2 separate regions of the Sus scrofa genome follow, and region 1 is linked to region 2. Evidence: chromatin contacts called from public HiChIP or PLAC-seq data. All regions are on one chromosome and are shown on one strand. Each heading gives the region's core, a stretch centred on a gene start, on an enhancer-like site or on the middle of the called end of the contact. The rest is flanking DNA. Distances are from core to core; before and after follow the strand shown. Region 1 overlaps LOC106507969 (a long non-coding RNA gene). Region 2 holds the start of PHF12 (PHD finger protein 12).

Region 1 (7,051 bases), core at 4,266-6,765, 210 kb after region 2:
ACCAGCATGGCCAGTTCTCCCACATATCCTCTGGCCCTGCCCTGGCCCAGGTGACAGGTGGCTGAACTCCAGAACAGGGTTCATCTCAGCCCCAACTCCACCCTAGTGAGAGGTAAAGGGACAGGGAGCCAGGGGGAGGACAGAAGCCCAGGAACAGGTACGTGGATGCTCACTGGCTTCTGCGAGATTCTTCTTAGGGGCCAGTGGGTTGCCTTACGCCCTACCTGTTGGGCCGAAATGCCCCTGCCAACTCCTGTGTGCCAGGAGATCACTTCCCTGACTCAGAGTGGGCCAGGAGGGGTGGGGGAAGCTGCCGCCTGCTCCTTTCTAAGTTCTGCAAAGCCTGGGAAGAATGGGATGGGGGGCAAGGCGGAATCCTAGAGGGCAGCAGTCAGGACCTCTAGGGCCTGGGAGACAGGACGGGCCTTTGGGCGGCACTCTACCCCCACCTCCCCCTGACTAGCTGGGAGCATGCAAGAGCACAGAGAAGCAGTGGTGAAACCCAATCCATCCTCCCAACCCCAGGAGGCTCCGGAAGGGACCACAAAATGGGAATGTTTGAAGAGAAATGTCCCCCAACCCAAGGACCAGCCAAGCAGGCATCACCCTCCAAGGGAAGGGGCTGGTCGCATCACCCTCAGCCTTCCTCTGTTCCTTTCAGCCTCCTGTCCCACCCAGAGGGCACTTTGGGTGGGCCCCAGGTCCCAAGGGGGGCCACTGTGCCTGTTGGCCACCCAGGCCTAGAGCTCCTCAGGAGTCCTGCTGCTGGAGGGGACATCTGGCCAGGCAAGAGGAAGCAGTGATGGCAGTGACGGTACCGGCATCACTATCAATGCTACCATGCTGACGGAGCACCCCCTATGCCAGGGCCTGGGCTGGGAGCATTCGATCCTGGTGTTCATCTTCACAGCCACCCTTCACAGCTGGCATTATCCCTTACCTGCAATTCCAAAATCCAAAAAGCCCTCCAAAACAAGAGATTTTTCTTAACTAGGTTGCTGGCAAAACCTGATTGTTTGTACTCTCCCTCCTGCGGTGTGAACATTCATCATTTTCTTGTGGAAATATTTGTGTTTGGTCACAGGTTCTGCTCATTATGTATACTGTATACAGTCTTAAATACACAAATTACTAATCTCTAAAATACTTCTGGGCCCAAGGACTTCAGAGGAGAGACTGTAGACCTATGTGACTCCCACTCGACACACAGAGGCGCTGAGAGGCTGAGGTCCCATCAGAGTGAGGGGCTGGGGATGGGACGTGAACAGGGGCACCCTGACCTCAGAAATTCTTTCTTTCTTTTCTTTTTTTTTTTTTTTTTTTTTTTTTTTTTTTGTCTTTTAGGGGCCACACCCATGGCATATGGAGATCCCAGGCTAGGGGCTGAATTGAAGCTGTAGCCGTCGGCCTACACCACAGCCACAGCAACGTGGATCAGGTCACTACTGTTACCTACACCACAGCTCATGGCAATGCTAGATTTTTAACCCACTGAGCGAGGCTAGGGATCGAACCCACGTCCTCATGGGTGCTAGTCAGGTTTGTTAACCACCGAGCCATGACAGGAACTCCCAGAAATTCTCTCTATCCTCGAACTAATCTGCTAAGACTCTGATCCTCAATTTGGGAGTCAGGCCTCAAGCTCACCCCGTGTAGCTGGGGACCAGGCCCCGACCCCCACGCAAGAGAGTGGAAGAACCACACGCAGCAGCTGGCAGGTCCCCAGGGACCTGGCGGTCGGTGGAGGAAAGCCATGCAGCCCTGCCCTCGGCACACGCCGGCCCAGTTTCGCAGGCATGCGGGGCTTGCTGGGAGCCCTGGGGAGCGGGAGCTTAGTGACACACTCAGGTACCTCCTGCTCCACACCAGGGGCCGGTGACTTGCTGGGCTGCAATCCAGTGAGTCCCGCCAGCTCTTCTGGCGGGGCCGGGGAACACGGTTTCCCTGGGGCTCCAGGCTTGGCTGGGGAGCCTGGCTTCTCTGAGGAGTCCACCAGCTCTGGGGAGACTGCTTTCCCTGGGGAGCCTGGCTCCTGGCTGGAGGGCTTCTCTCCCTTCCCGGGAGACTGCCTGCCACGCGGCTTGTGGTCCTTGCTGCGGCCGCGGGACATCAGGCTCCGCAGGCCCACGGAGAGCTCATCCTTGGCTGCCTCCTTCTTCGCTTCGGGCTTAGGCGGAGCAGGGGGAGCAGGAGGGGGAGGCGGCCTAGGACCAGAGGCTGCCTTTTCTCCCCTCTTGCCTCGAGCCGGCTGCTCGGGGGACCGGAGCCCTCTGCCCGGAGGCTCCTTGGCGATCCCAGGCTCCTCGCCAGGCAGCACCTTGCTCACCACCTTCCTCACGGCATTGGCCACCCTCTTCCGGGACAGGCCCTGGGCCTCCTCGCCCGGGCCCTCCGCTGAGGCAGCCCCCGGGCCGTTCATGGTGAGTGCGGATGCAGGGCTCTTGGCTCTCTGGGGAGTCTGTGAGGGGACAGGGCTGGTGGGAGGCTGAGGACTCCTAGGGGGGCCCCCGCTGTCCTTTGAGCTGCCCTCTAGCTACAGTCACACAAATACAGAGAGACATTAGCATCAGCCCGTGTCCCTCCCGCCCCCGCCCCACACAGAGGAAGTCAGAGGTGTGACCCCACACCTAGCTGGGGAACAGACCTTCCAGCCATCCGTCCAACAACACACAGCTCCAAGAGGCCTCCCCGGAAGCACAGAGCTATGGGAGGCCAGCGCAGGGTGCCCAGAGGCCCATGAGGTGCCCCAGAGTCCCTGACTTATATCAGGAAAGCAACCAAGCCCAGATCCAGGGACGCCCACTCCCTCACAGCCCAAACACAGCAGAGACGGAGCGTGGAGAGGTCCAACTCCAATTCCTACCGTCAGTCCCGGGCCTGACTCTGGGCCTTCCCGCCTTTGGGGTCCCTGGTCCTTCTCCCACCCGGTTTTCTGAGCAGTCAGACCCAGAGCCTGCCCATCCCAATGCCAACAATAGTTGGGATGAAATCCTTGGCCCCCAGGCGTGCCAAGCCCTCCCTCCCCACTCCTTTGGTCCTGACCACTGACTGCCCCTCACCCACACTCTCAAGAGCTGCAGAAACCCAGTGCTGGTCCAGGAAGCTTCCATCTCAGCCTGCTTTCTGCCAGTCTTCCTGCAGTTTCCCTGTGCAAACCTCTCGAAGCTGGAGGCCTCGCTCCTCCCAGCGTGTGCATGTGGAGTAACGGGAGGAAGAGGTGGCTGCTGCAGCACTCAAAGGGTTAAGCTCTCGAGCGACCACAGCTCCACTCTGCCTAGAGCTGGGGCCCTGGTTCAGCCAGCCTCTGGGCACCCAGGCGCCCACTAGAGAGGTTGGCACACTGCTTGGTGGGAAATATCTGTAGTCCCCAGGGGCTGCCACCAGGCAGGCCAGCCTGGCTAATGGCAGGACAGTTTCCTACAAAGCCAGCCACACTATCTGGGGGAGCAAGGTCAACTGGGGGCCACTAAAGAGCTGTGCTTGAATCCTTGTTCCCCTAAACAGTGACCTTGGTTCTAGGATGTACCTGGGTACTGAGCTGCATGAGGGGCTGGCTGCCATCTCTACTGAAATGCAGGAAGACGCTCAGAGACTAGACAGACTTCTCCAGCTGCCAGGTGGAGAGGTTGCCCCACGTCCTGAGCAGAATGGAGCCCAACACCTCCGCCCAGGCCTCGGCTGCAGGACGGCCCTGCTGCAGGGCTGGGGAGGGGAGGGCTTGAAGGGGCCTCTTCCTCAGCCTCCTGGGCCACGAGTGTTCAGTGGCGTGTCTGGGTCCCACTCCCCGCCCCGCCCTCTCTGGCTTCCCTGCCCCACCCTCGACCCGAGGCGATGATGCCCACGACCCTGACGCGGATCACCGTCACTGCCGGCCCTGCATGGAGCTTACTGTGTGCCGGGCAGTCTTATAAGCAATTCACACATAATTTCCCCCCAAACCTGGCATGCTCCAAGGCCCCTCCCTCACAAATCTCAAACATAACCCTCTGAAACCACCCTGGCCTTGCAGGACTATTTACGCATGTAGATCCACAACCCCTGGCTAATGAAATCTCCCCCCAAGGAGGCAGGGGGATGGGCACCATCTGGGGTGAGGAAGCCTGGGTCTGTTTTGTGATCTAGCTTTGTTCCAGAACCCTGGGCACTCCTGTCCCCTGTGCCAACAGTAGCCCCCCCGACCTACACCTCTCCGGGCCTGACTATTCTGGAGTTCTCTCCCCTCTCTTGCCCTAAAAGTGTCTGACATAATTCAGGGTCTCTGTCCCAAGGTGGAGTGACTCGGTGTGGGCTGGTGGCACTGTGTGGCTGGAGCCTGCCTCCAGGTCACCCGCACCGAGCAGCTGACGGGGTCTTGAGAAGAGACAGCAGCAGCTGCAGTGAAATCCCTCCCTACCCTTGTCTTATGCCACCGAGAGCAGGCCGAGGAGCCCCAACAGCTGAGCTCTTGTCTGGGGCTCCCTGTCTTCAGAGTCGGCCACTCAAGCCTCTCCAGCTCCAAAGAGTTCAGGAAACCAGAGCTACACATAGGAACTAAACAGGGGGGTTAGGGAAGGGTCCCCTACACGCCTTGGCATTGCCATCTCCTTCACACACCTGGGTGGGCATCACACACGCTGCCCTTTCTGTCACTCTATGGCATTCCTCTTGCCACCCCCCATGGGATGGGGCGCCCTGCTGGGCCTGCCTGCTCTGTGGAACTGCAGATGCTTGGGCTCATGAATACAACCCACCTAGACACACACACACACACACACGCACACACACGCACACAGTGTCGAAGAAGCACTTACAGCCCCTTCCTCCTTGGCAGGAGGGCCAGGCTTCGGCAGGCTTTGTCCTCCTCTTTAACCTGAGGGAGCAGACAAAGAAGTCACTGGCACGTCTGAGGTCAGGCTGGGGAGACCCAGCATGAAAAGCACAGAGAAAAACATCCAGGCAGAGAAGAGAGCTCCTGAGTGCTCAGGGCTGGGGCTACGGACGTGGGCAACGGATCGCTATCCTGGAGTCAAAGTTGTCCAGTGACAACTTCAAGGATGAAGAGTCTCTGTATGGGGCTAAAGCCTGGCACCCTTTGCCCCCAGTGACAAGCCATGTCGCCCACTGGGCTGTCTAAAGAGGTTCAACGTCATGACCTTGGTTACAGAGTGGACAGAAACGTCCAGCGAATTCAACTCAGGCTAAACTACAAGAGCATTCCCCGATCAGGCTAGGAGTGGGCTGAACAAGAGCCCCTGTCGTAGGGACTGAGGAGGGAATGACCCAGTGTGGGGGGCCTGCTGGGCCAGCAGAGCTCAGTGTCGGCTGAATGCGTGGCCCCACAAGCTGGCTCAGGCTTGCGTCTAGGTCCAGATGGGTTCCCTCCGCACAGAGCCTGCCCGGCCAGGCTACTGAGCTCTGGCTGGAGGCAGGAAGTGGGGAAGAGGCAGGGATTCAGGAAGCCAGATATGTTCCCAACCTCAGACCCACAAAACTCTACCAACCACACAGCTGAGGGAGGCAAGCCCACAGTTCGGGGCGGGGAGTAGAGGAAGGAAAGATGCCTGGACTCTGCGGTCTGAGCCCAGCCCGGGAGCTGGCTGGCCCGGGTCAGAGGCGGGGAGCAAGGTCAGGGGCAAGTGGCAGATACCATAATGCCTCTGGAAAAAGGACAGACAATGCAGCTGCTCAGATGGGTTTTTCAGTTCAGAGCCTGGCTCAGAACAGACCCAGAGAGCCAGGCCTCAAGTCTGGGACAGCCTTCTCCCTGCACACCCTCCCCAGCATCTTTCCCTCCAAAAGCCGAGGCGGCACCAACGGATTTCATTTCTCCTCTTTCCCAGTCACCCTGGGCTACAGGAAAAGGACGGGTCTGCTGCCAGCCCTGCCCCATCCTCGGCATGACTCCTTCCCAGCCCAGTGTGGGTAGGAGCCTAGGATGGAGTCCTTGATTCCTAATGGAAAAGACCCTTAGAAACTCGTCCAGAATCATTTTAATTATCCACCTGGGGGGACGCTCCATTTGTAATCAGGGTCCGGGCTAAGTCTGAGCTCTAATTAGTGGTGCCTGGGGCACGGACCAGCATGACGGCTACTGCAGTTCTAAAGCTAATAGCCCAGAGAGCTATTTTCAATGGGCTCAAGCTTCAAAGTTAGTTCACACTGGCATGAACAGAGGGGAAATGGCCATTATTCATCAGAGTGGACTCCACTACTTTAGAAACTGGGATTGGAGCAGAGAAAAGGCAGGGAGGGGCTGGTAGAGAGGAAAGGAAAAGGAGTGGGAGAGGCCAGGTCTGAGCCTCCTGCCCCCACAAAAGCCCACCCCTCCCGTCGCTCATCACACCGTGCATCAGCCCCCGGCACACAGGTTAGAGGGAGGGCAAGTGTTCACGCAGCACCCAGACACACGCATTACTGCACGCGGTGCTGTTAGCTCAGGCGCAGGGATGGCCCAGACTCCAAGTCCACTCCGTGTCCTCCACCCGCTCCAAATCTGTCCTCCTTCCAGTGGCTTGAGCGTGGGACTCCAAGGGTCTTACCCCTGTGGCGAGGCATTGGGGGAAGCACTGGCTGCCCCCTGAATTGGCTGGGACACCAGGCCCAGCTCTGAGCTCAGCTCTGGATTTAGCCTGAGGCTGACTCCCCGAGCCCTCCCCCGCCCGAAGGGTTCTTTCTGCTGTAGGTCACTGCCCAGCTGGGGACTGTTCACAAGACAGAGGCACGTCCAGGTCTACAGCCTGAATCACCCTCCGGACCCAGGCAGCCAACTGGCCTGGCTCCCCACTCTTGGCTTCTCTCCTCCTACCCATCACAGCCCCCCCAGACTCAGGCTGGCGGGGGGGACCCAGTTCCAAGGCCTCAGAGCCAAAGCCATTCCCGGTGGCCCCTTCATAGCAGCTCACATTCCCAGGGGTGAGTCAGAGCAGCAGTGGGGCGGAAAGGGTGTGGAGGGGTTAACGTGGAGGGGCACTGGGGGACAAAAGGCAGCTCAGCTTACCAGAGGTGGAGCCCAGGGGAGGAGCGTGACTCAGCGCGGGAGCCCATCCAGGCAGAAGAGTCTGTTCAGGGACCC
Region 2 (7,678 bases), core at 3,446-5,945:
CCCAGAAGATCACAGAAAACCCAGAAAGAGGGCTCCCACTCTTATTGGGAAGAAAAGACTTTTCCTCATACAGAGCATTAGCCCCTGAGAAAAGAGAAGACAATTAAAAACAGCTCAGTTGACCAGTGGCTTCCTCCAGTAGCTTATCTTAGAAAAATCCCCTGTGGTTATGATTATGTCACAAGCGCAGGAGGTAAAGTCTGCCTAGAATCACTTCTGGAGCATTTTTACCAGATCCTATTCACTGTGAGGCAAGCTGGCAAGGCACACTGGAGACTGAAAAAGGACCTGCTGCACAGAGTTTTGAATGGAGACCCACAGCAACACTGCAATTATGACCTACATGGTTTGTAAAACCCCATCTTCACTTTTGTACATTCTCTACATGAGGAAAATTATTACTATGCTTTTCTAAATAATCCAGTTTTAGCCAGTTAAAAAGGAAAGCAAGAGAAAATATAGTCACACCTCTTAACTTCACTCCCATGTGACACAAGTAAGCAATAATGGGACAAATTAATGTGAGCACACTCAGGAATCAATTTTTTCTTACACCATCAACAGCCTCACCTAATACTGCAGATGAGATGGTTAATGAAGTTCTTCACTTGGGCTGAAAAGTGTGGGGTAGGAGGAGGGAAAGTGGAATTAGCCTCACCTGAAAAAAGAATTCCTGCCTTTGTACCAATATCTAGAACGTTTTATGATTTATATAACTACCCAGATAAGTCAAGGCATCTTCAAAGAGGGCACTAGAGATGTGAAATAAACCCTACCTCATATACTAGCATTCTCAAATCTCTGTTTACCAGTTCCCATTCATGCTCTTAAAAAAAAAAAAAAAAAAAAAAAAAAAATTCAATGAAATGCAGCCTGGGCAAGCCCAATCTCACCAACAGCTAAAAGCCCCTCCTTCTCCCCTACCAGCTAAAATAGAAACTATAAATTGTTACAACTTGAGGAGACTTGGACTCACCCAATTCAAAAATTCAGAGACTAAGTTTCAGAGTTTAAAAAGCCCAGTCTCAGGCAAAGCAGCACATTTTCCCTATGCCTGAGGTTTCTGGTAAACAATTTTGGCTTTATTAAACAAATGATAATAAAGAGCTTACAAAATTCTCACTCACTAGAGGAACCACCTTTCTTAGTTAACACTAACTTCACTATAGAGGTAAAACATTAACCCACATTTTATTTATTTTTCTTCCTTTTTTTGGCCACGCCCACAGCATTCAGAGGTTCTGGGACCAGGGACTGAACCTAGGCCACAGCAGTGACCTGAACCATAGCAGTGACAACACCCGATCCTTAACCCACTACATCACCAGGAACTGTTTAACTCAAATTTTAAACCAAGAAGTCTACTATTCAGTCTTAGTATCTATCAAATGAGCACAATAAAAAATGTAAACAACAGGGACTAACTGGGTACGCAAATACAACCCGTTCGAATACAAATCTCTTCTGTGCTCAAGAACAACACAGGAAACTTGACAGATTTTTTCTTTCCAGGTGGATTACACCTATTAGGCTGCAAAGGCTAAAAACCACAGACCCTTCCTGCTAGTATTAGTCACTTCATAACAAAAATTTTAAGCCAAAGCTTCCTTCCGGATAATCGTTTTTGTCCCTGCAACACTGCAAGCCAAGATGGGGTGCCCTCCTGGGCAAAAGAACCCTGTGAATGGTAATGAGAGTTTCATACATAACTTCTGACCACAGACTTAATTTGCCCAGTATCACTTATCTGTCTAATAAGTGTTCCAAAACCAGCAATTAGTACAAATATAAAGCAGGCACTATTCCACCAACCGAGAGAGAGAATGTAAGTGGAACTGTGCAGAGTGCTTATGGAAAACCTCTTTTTTAAAACAACAACAACAACAACAACAAACCCAGAGAGCTAAAAAAGGCAACGCAAAAACGGGTGGGAACAAATACAACAGCCCCTCTCCTTCCCGCTCTCTCTCCAGCCATCTCCTCTCACCAAGGTCTGCTTTAGTATACTGCTGCTGAACAACAGAACAAGACTCATTAGAACAAGATGCAATCGGGGTACCGGCGCAAAGGTGGGATTATTTTTTTGTGGAGGGCGGTGGAGATTTCTCCAGGCAGAAGCTGGAGTGTAAACTCTGCTTGGCCGGATTGTTCTGGGCTGAACTGCAGAGGAGGATCAAGCAACGGGCGACCAACCCTAGTCCTTCCCTCCCTCTTCAGTCTCTCCCCTCCCCTCGCTTTCAGTCGGGAGGGGGTGGGAAGCGCACAGCTTTCCAGCTCTCCGCTCCTTAAAACGCTCTCGCGGAGCCACCGCACATAATCCTGCCCCGGCAGCAGAGAATTTTGCAGCGAAGGGTTCGCCGATCCGGAGCGGAGAAGTGAAATCCGCGCCCAAGGGCAATTTTAATTGTCTAACCCGGCCCGATTTCCTAAGAGGCGGCAGCGCGGGGAGGGGAGGGAAGAGGGAGGCAGCTCCGAGAGGCAACAGGGGGCAAGCGGCGGCAGAGAAAGGGGACCAAAGCGGCAAGATCTCAGCCCCGGCCCCGGAGAAGCTTCTGCAGAAAGGACTCCGAGGCTACCACCACCGTTCCCCGGGAGACGTTTGAAAATCATATATGCAGCCAAAATGGCGCTGAGAATAAAAATATAATTTAAAGGCAGGTCGCCATATTGTAAACAGAGAGGCACAGAAGAGGCGGACTCGAGAGACACCCTCCATGATTTCTTCCACGGCCCAGAGCGCCCGGGCGCCGGGTCCGGCGGGCCTGGACCAGGGCGGCCAAGGGCTCCTGCGCACCCACCCCGAGGACAGCCCAGCCCGGCAGCAGCCCGAGGGCGGCGGGCGCGCGGGCAGGAGAGCGGCGCAGGGCCCGGAGCTCCTCCCCTTCCTCCCCCGCCACCGCCGGCCGAGCCCTGCCGGCTCGGTCCCGGCTCCCCAGCGACTTCCAATCCCAGATGGGGCTCTCCTCACTCCTCCCAACCCCCACCTCGGGGTCCGGACCCACCGCTGCTCCTCCCCCTCGAACGGCCGGATCCGGGCAGCACCTGGGGGCGGGGAGGCGCTCGCCCCAGCGGCTGCAGAAAGTCAGCTAGCGGCTGCAAACGCCCGTTATTTCGGCAGGCTGGGGTAGGCCGGGTGAAGGAATGTGCCGAGAAGGGTCCTTCAAGGGGCTACAGAGGGGTCCCCAGACCTTACCAGCACTGGAGGTGGAAGGCGGCCGGGCAGTGATCACAGCACAGGAGATCCCCCCCTTCTTTGCAGCTATCGCAGCTGTCGTGGTTGGTGGCCCTGCCGCTTCTCCGGGGCTCCTTCTCTGGCTTCCGACTCCGCTTTTCTGCCTCGTCCGCCTTGGGGGGAGCCAGCAGAGCCTGGATTTGCTGCACACACATACAAATGGCGTGTGTGCACACTCGGAGCTCCCGGGCGGTCCGTCGCCCCCCCGGCGCAGCTTCTCTGTCACCCACCCTTCTCCCCCCTTTTGTCCTTCTTCCTCCCATCCAGGCTGCTCCCAGAACCTCTCAGCCCCCGGAACAGGGGAGCCCACCCTAACCGCGTTCCTGCAGCACAACAACGAGAACGGCTTCTTCCAAATGGGGAGGATCAGGGTAGGGGGGATGGGGAGAGGGTGTGCGGTTCCCTTCTCGCCACTTCCTTGTATGGACAGTGGGGGACTCCAAAGCGAGGCTCGGGAGAGGCCTGAAGCTCGGTACCCGGACGTGCTGGGGGAAGCACAAAGGGGCCGACAAGAAGGGGGTGGGGAGGCCCGCCGGTGCAACGCGATGGAGTGGGTTGGCGCTTCGGGAGAGCGAATCGAGGGCGGCGGGTAGGTGAAACTGCTGCAAACGTCCTCGGCGGCTGAGCTCAGCCCCCCGAGTTGCAAAGATGGGAGGGAGCGTCTGGGTGAGAAGAGCCCCCCCCCTTCCCCGGCCCTCTTGCGCTGCGAGCTCAGGACCGGCTTTGTGGGGCGGAGGGCGGAGGTTCTCTACTGGCGCTAGGGAAAAGAAATGAGGAGGGCCACTCTTACCTCCATCAGCCCCCCCGACGTGTCCAAGTCGTACACGATCGTCTTGGTCTCCATTTTCTCCCACATTCATCCACCTCCCGGGCTGGGCGCTCTCTGCTCCGGCCCCCCCAACCCCGGGGGGAGGGGGTAGCGGGGGGAGGGGGCGCTCCTGACCCCGGCCCCCCTTCTTTTTTACCAACACGGGTCCCGACTTCTTCGCCCTGGCTCCCCCCACCCCCCGGCCCCCAGTCCCCGGGACGACAGCGTCCTCCCACGGGCCGTGAGGGGGAGCGGCCCCTCAGCCCCGGCCCGGCGGCTGGCTGCACGGTGGGTCCCGGCTCCGGGGGTCAGGCCTCGGCGGGGCCTAGTCCCACAGGCTAAAGCCGGCGCTGGCGACCGCTGGTCCGGCCGGGAAGGCTGGCGGGCGCTGCCATCCCGGGGCTGGGGGGATCGGAGGGGGGGTGAGAGGTTAGGTGAGGTTGTGGTACGTGAGGTGACTGCGGGGAGGGTGATGGGGGGTGGTCCCCGGGCTCCGCCTCTCGCCGCTGCCGCCGTCTGCGTCCCGGCTGCCGCGCACTTGGCGCAAACTTACCGCGAGCGCCCGCAAAGCCACCCGCGCAGGCGCCCCGGGATCGCCGCTCGCCGCGCGCAACCGCAGTGACAGCCGGCGGCCGGGCTCCCGCGCAGCCGCAGTGAGGGGGTACCCCCCAGCGCGCAGCCGCGCTGGCATTCGTCTGGAGCACCGAAGCCCCGCCTTTCTGCCCTGCGCCAGCGTACTGAGGTAAAAGGGCGGGACCTGAGGTCTCGCGCAGGCGCCTGGGCGAGCTGGTAAGGGTCATAGCGCAGCCGCAGGAACAGGAGGACCCTTCATCCATTGGAGTTTGTGAATAGCCCAAGAGCACCCGGTTCCCGCGCAGGCGTGTTAAGGATGCTCCCCTCTCGCCCCACAACAACGCAGCCGGCTCCCGCGCAGGCGTGTTGTTACCTGTAGGCCCTCACAAGAGTGCTTATACTTTCGCCATTTTGGTAATGATATATAGGCTATCGTGTCCTTGGAGTCCTTAGGCATGAACAGAAAGGAGCAAAGTGTAGTGCTGGCTGGACTGATAGGCCGTACTCCTAAGGATGTCGTACTGGACTGTCAGGTTCCAGCGTCAGGTGTGGCTGGACCAGGCGCCATATTGGTAAAGATAAAAGAAAAGCCATTGCAACGGAAAACGATGTTTTCGGTGTCGGGTTGGATGGCTACTGTTCCCAATTCCCTCCCGATCCCGACAGTAAATTTTAGCTTGAGCATGCTTGCCTTTGCTAGTGATGGCACCATGGAGAGCTCTCCGTTACGACTTGACCACTATCTCTGAGAACCACTCTCCGAAAGGAAGCCAAAAGCGAAGTTTGTAATGCTGACAACGCCCAGCTACCTGCCTACTGTGGACTTCAATTCCCAGTTTGCAACGCGCAAAGGGGCCAAAGGGCGAACGGGAGCGCATTGCACCCTGGAAGCAAGAATCGCGATGGGTCTGGTGGATTGTGGGAGCCGTAGTTCCATGTGCGTGCGATGCAGTGTGCAGTAGGATGAACTGGGGGAAGAGTGATTTGCCTGCCCGGAAGAGATACTTTTTATAGCTTCAGTGTGGTATGCTGGGATTTGTAGTCTGAAGGCCTCACTGAAATTCTGGGCAGGACTTCAGCTCCCTCCTCTGTGATCGCCCTCCCCTTGGTCTCATCTTCGGAGATGGCCTGTTGTCTCTGCCTGACTGTTGATGGAGCGAAGGAGAAGGGAGTGGCATCATTGTGCCTGACACTAGGCATTTAGTTGGCGTTTTTACCAGATATCCTGGGCAGGTAGCCTGGTTCACTTTTGATGTTAAGGTATCCTTAGCATTCTCAGAAACCTAAAACTGGAAAGGGTTTAAAGAGCATCTGTATTAATCCCCTCATTTCCAGAGGCACAGAGAAGAGTAGTGATTTGCATATTTCACATAATGCATTTATGGCAGACCTAGGAATGAAAAAGATTTGATTCCCAAGTTAGGACACTATCTATCTGCCTGTGAGGAGATGCTGCTTCTTTTGGGATGATAAAGTGGATAGGGTAAGGATGTCCATATGTGGTCTTAGGTTTCTGTTTCTCTGACTTTCCTAATGATCCTGTTGGTGCCTGGAAAGAACACTAAGGTCCTGGGCCTTATTGATCAAAGGATATGTAGATCGGCCCTTTCTGTCCTCTACCAGCCTCAGCAAACAAGAATTTTTTTGTCTTTTAGGGCGGCACTCCCAGCATGTGGAAGTTCCCAGTCTAGGGGTAAAATTGGAGCTGTTGCCACTGGCCTACACCACAGCTACAGCAATGTGGGATCTGAATCCTACACTGCAGCTCCCAGCAAGACTGGATCCTTAACCCAGTGAGCAGGGCCAGGGATCAAACTTGCATCCTCATGGATGCTAGTCGGGTTCGTTACCACTGAGCCACAATGAGAGCTCCCAAACAAGACTCAATGATTGTGGGCCAGAGATGTGGCCCTCAGAGAGAGAGGAGGGGAGAGCTAGAAGTATGAAAGTGGCTGAACCTCATCCCTTCTGAGGCTGTATTTCACACCCTCACAAATGGATACATCATGTGCCCTCACCGCCCTGGCTTCCTTCCTATTGCTCAGGGCCCAGCTGTGCTGCTGTGTCAGCCTGAAGGTATTGTGGGGCAGATAAGTAAGCCAGTGGCACATGCCCAATGAGCAAGGCCTTGCTTTGATCAATACCATCATTGCAGTTAAGAACAGAAATAGGCATTAGTGGGCTAATGAGGAAAGTAACACTTGATCTGTTGACAAGTGCCAGAGAAACTAATCACATCACACACCTTCCTCTTAGAACTTGGAGGGTAAGGTCCCATTGGGGCCAGTAGTTGTGCCACCTTGGAGAGCTCCAGCCCTGGCTATTCAAGGAGGATAAAGGGAGAACAAGCAGATGGGATACAGATGCCTTAGGAAGTGACCTCTTGTGGCTAATTTAGGCACTGCATTCTGATGGACTGGAGCCTCACCTCTTCAAGATGGCTTGTGGTAGAACCAGGAGGTGGGCGGCCATGAGTGGTCAAGCCATGAGTGGTCAAAACTTCCCTGTTGGAAGACTGTAGAAGTCCTGGTAGCTGATACTATTTCCTTCAGGGTTTTTGTCTTCTGGCTTCTTAGTGTCCATAACTCCTTGTTGCCTGCCTCTTGCTCTTATTCTGAAGAGCAACCATGCAGAGCACACCTCTTAGCATGGATGTGCTGGGGACCAAGACTGGGTAAACACATCTAAAAAGGTGCTGGGGGCCATAAGGAAGAGGCATAGAGGCTGAGAAGGACCAAACATGGCAAAATTAGGTAGATCCTCTTCAGCCACCTCCACGTCTTTCTGGAGCCCATGGATACTCCTTTTACTAAAATAGGAGCCAAGCCCTTACAGTGCATTGCTTCTGTGCCTAACATCCTGGATGTTCCCTGCGGCCAAGACGAACTAGGGCCTCATATTCAGAGGTTCAGTCTCTGATTTCTCTTCCAATTTCCTAAGCCTTGTTAGCTGGGAAGGAAGTAAAAGGAGAGAGGCATCAGCTTCCTGGGCTTTTTTTTTTTTTTTTTTTTGTCTTTTTAGCTATTTCTTGGGCCGCTCCCACGGCATATGGAAGTTCCCAGGCT

The links. HiChIP or PLAC-seq counts read pairs in DNA pulled down with a chosen protein or histone mark.
Region 1: an H3K27ac HiChIP or PLAC-seq map of alveolar macrophages shows a contact between it and region 2. The contact joins the enhancer-like site here to the promoter of PHF12 in region 2. A contact is called at or near these places in 3 of 5 promoter capture datasets (fetal liver, liver and skeletal muscle), 18 of 47 Hi-C or Micro-C datasets (brain, embryonic fibroblasts, epiblast stem cells and 11 more) and 2 of 2 datasets of contacts at active chromatin or transcription factors (alveolar macrophages and skeletal muscle).

Annotation. Positions count from the first base shown.
Region 1 is chr12:45,383,191-45,390,241 of Sscrofa11.1, forward strand. LOC106507969 (a long non-coding RNA gene) reads right to left here. Exons shown (of 4, transcript XR_002337281.1): 4 at 4,856-7,051. Among named protein-coding and RNA genes, the nearest start is that of TIAF1, 48 kb to the left of the region's middle. Within about 2 kb of position 5,516, at least 14 of the 83 cell types and tissues checked have an H3K27ac peak or open chromatin away from gene starts, as enhancers often do. A contact at or near this core is called in alveolar macrophages, fetal skeletal muscle and skeletal muscle, where this site is marked.
Region 2 is chr12:45,170,060-45,177,737 of Sscrofa11.1, forward strand. It overlaps PHF12 (PHD finger protein 12), which reads right to left and starts at 4,696. Exons shown (of 16, transcript XM_005656997.3): 1 at 4,594-4,696; 2 at 4,023-4,442; 3 at 3,194-3,375. The coding sequence starts at 4,088.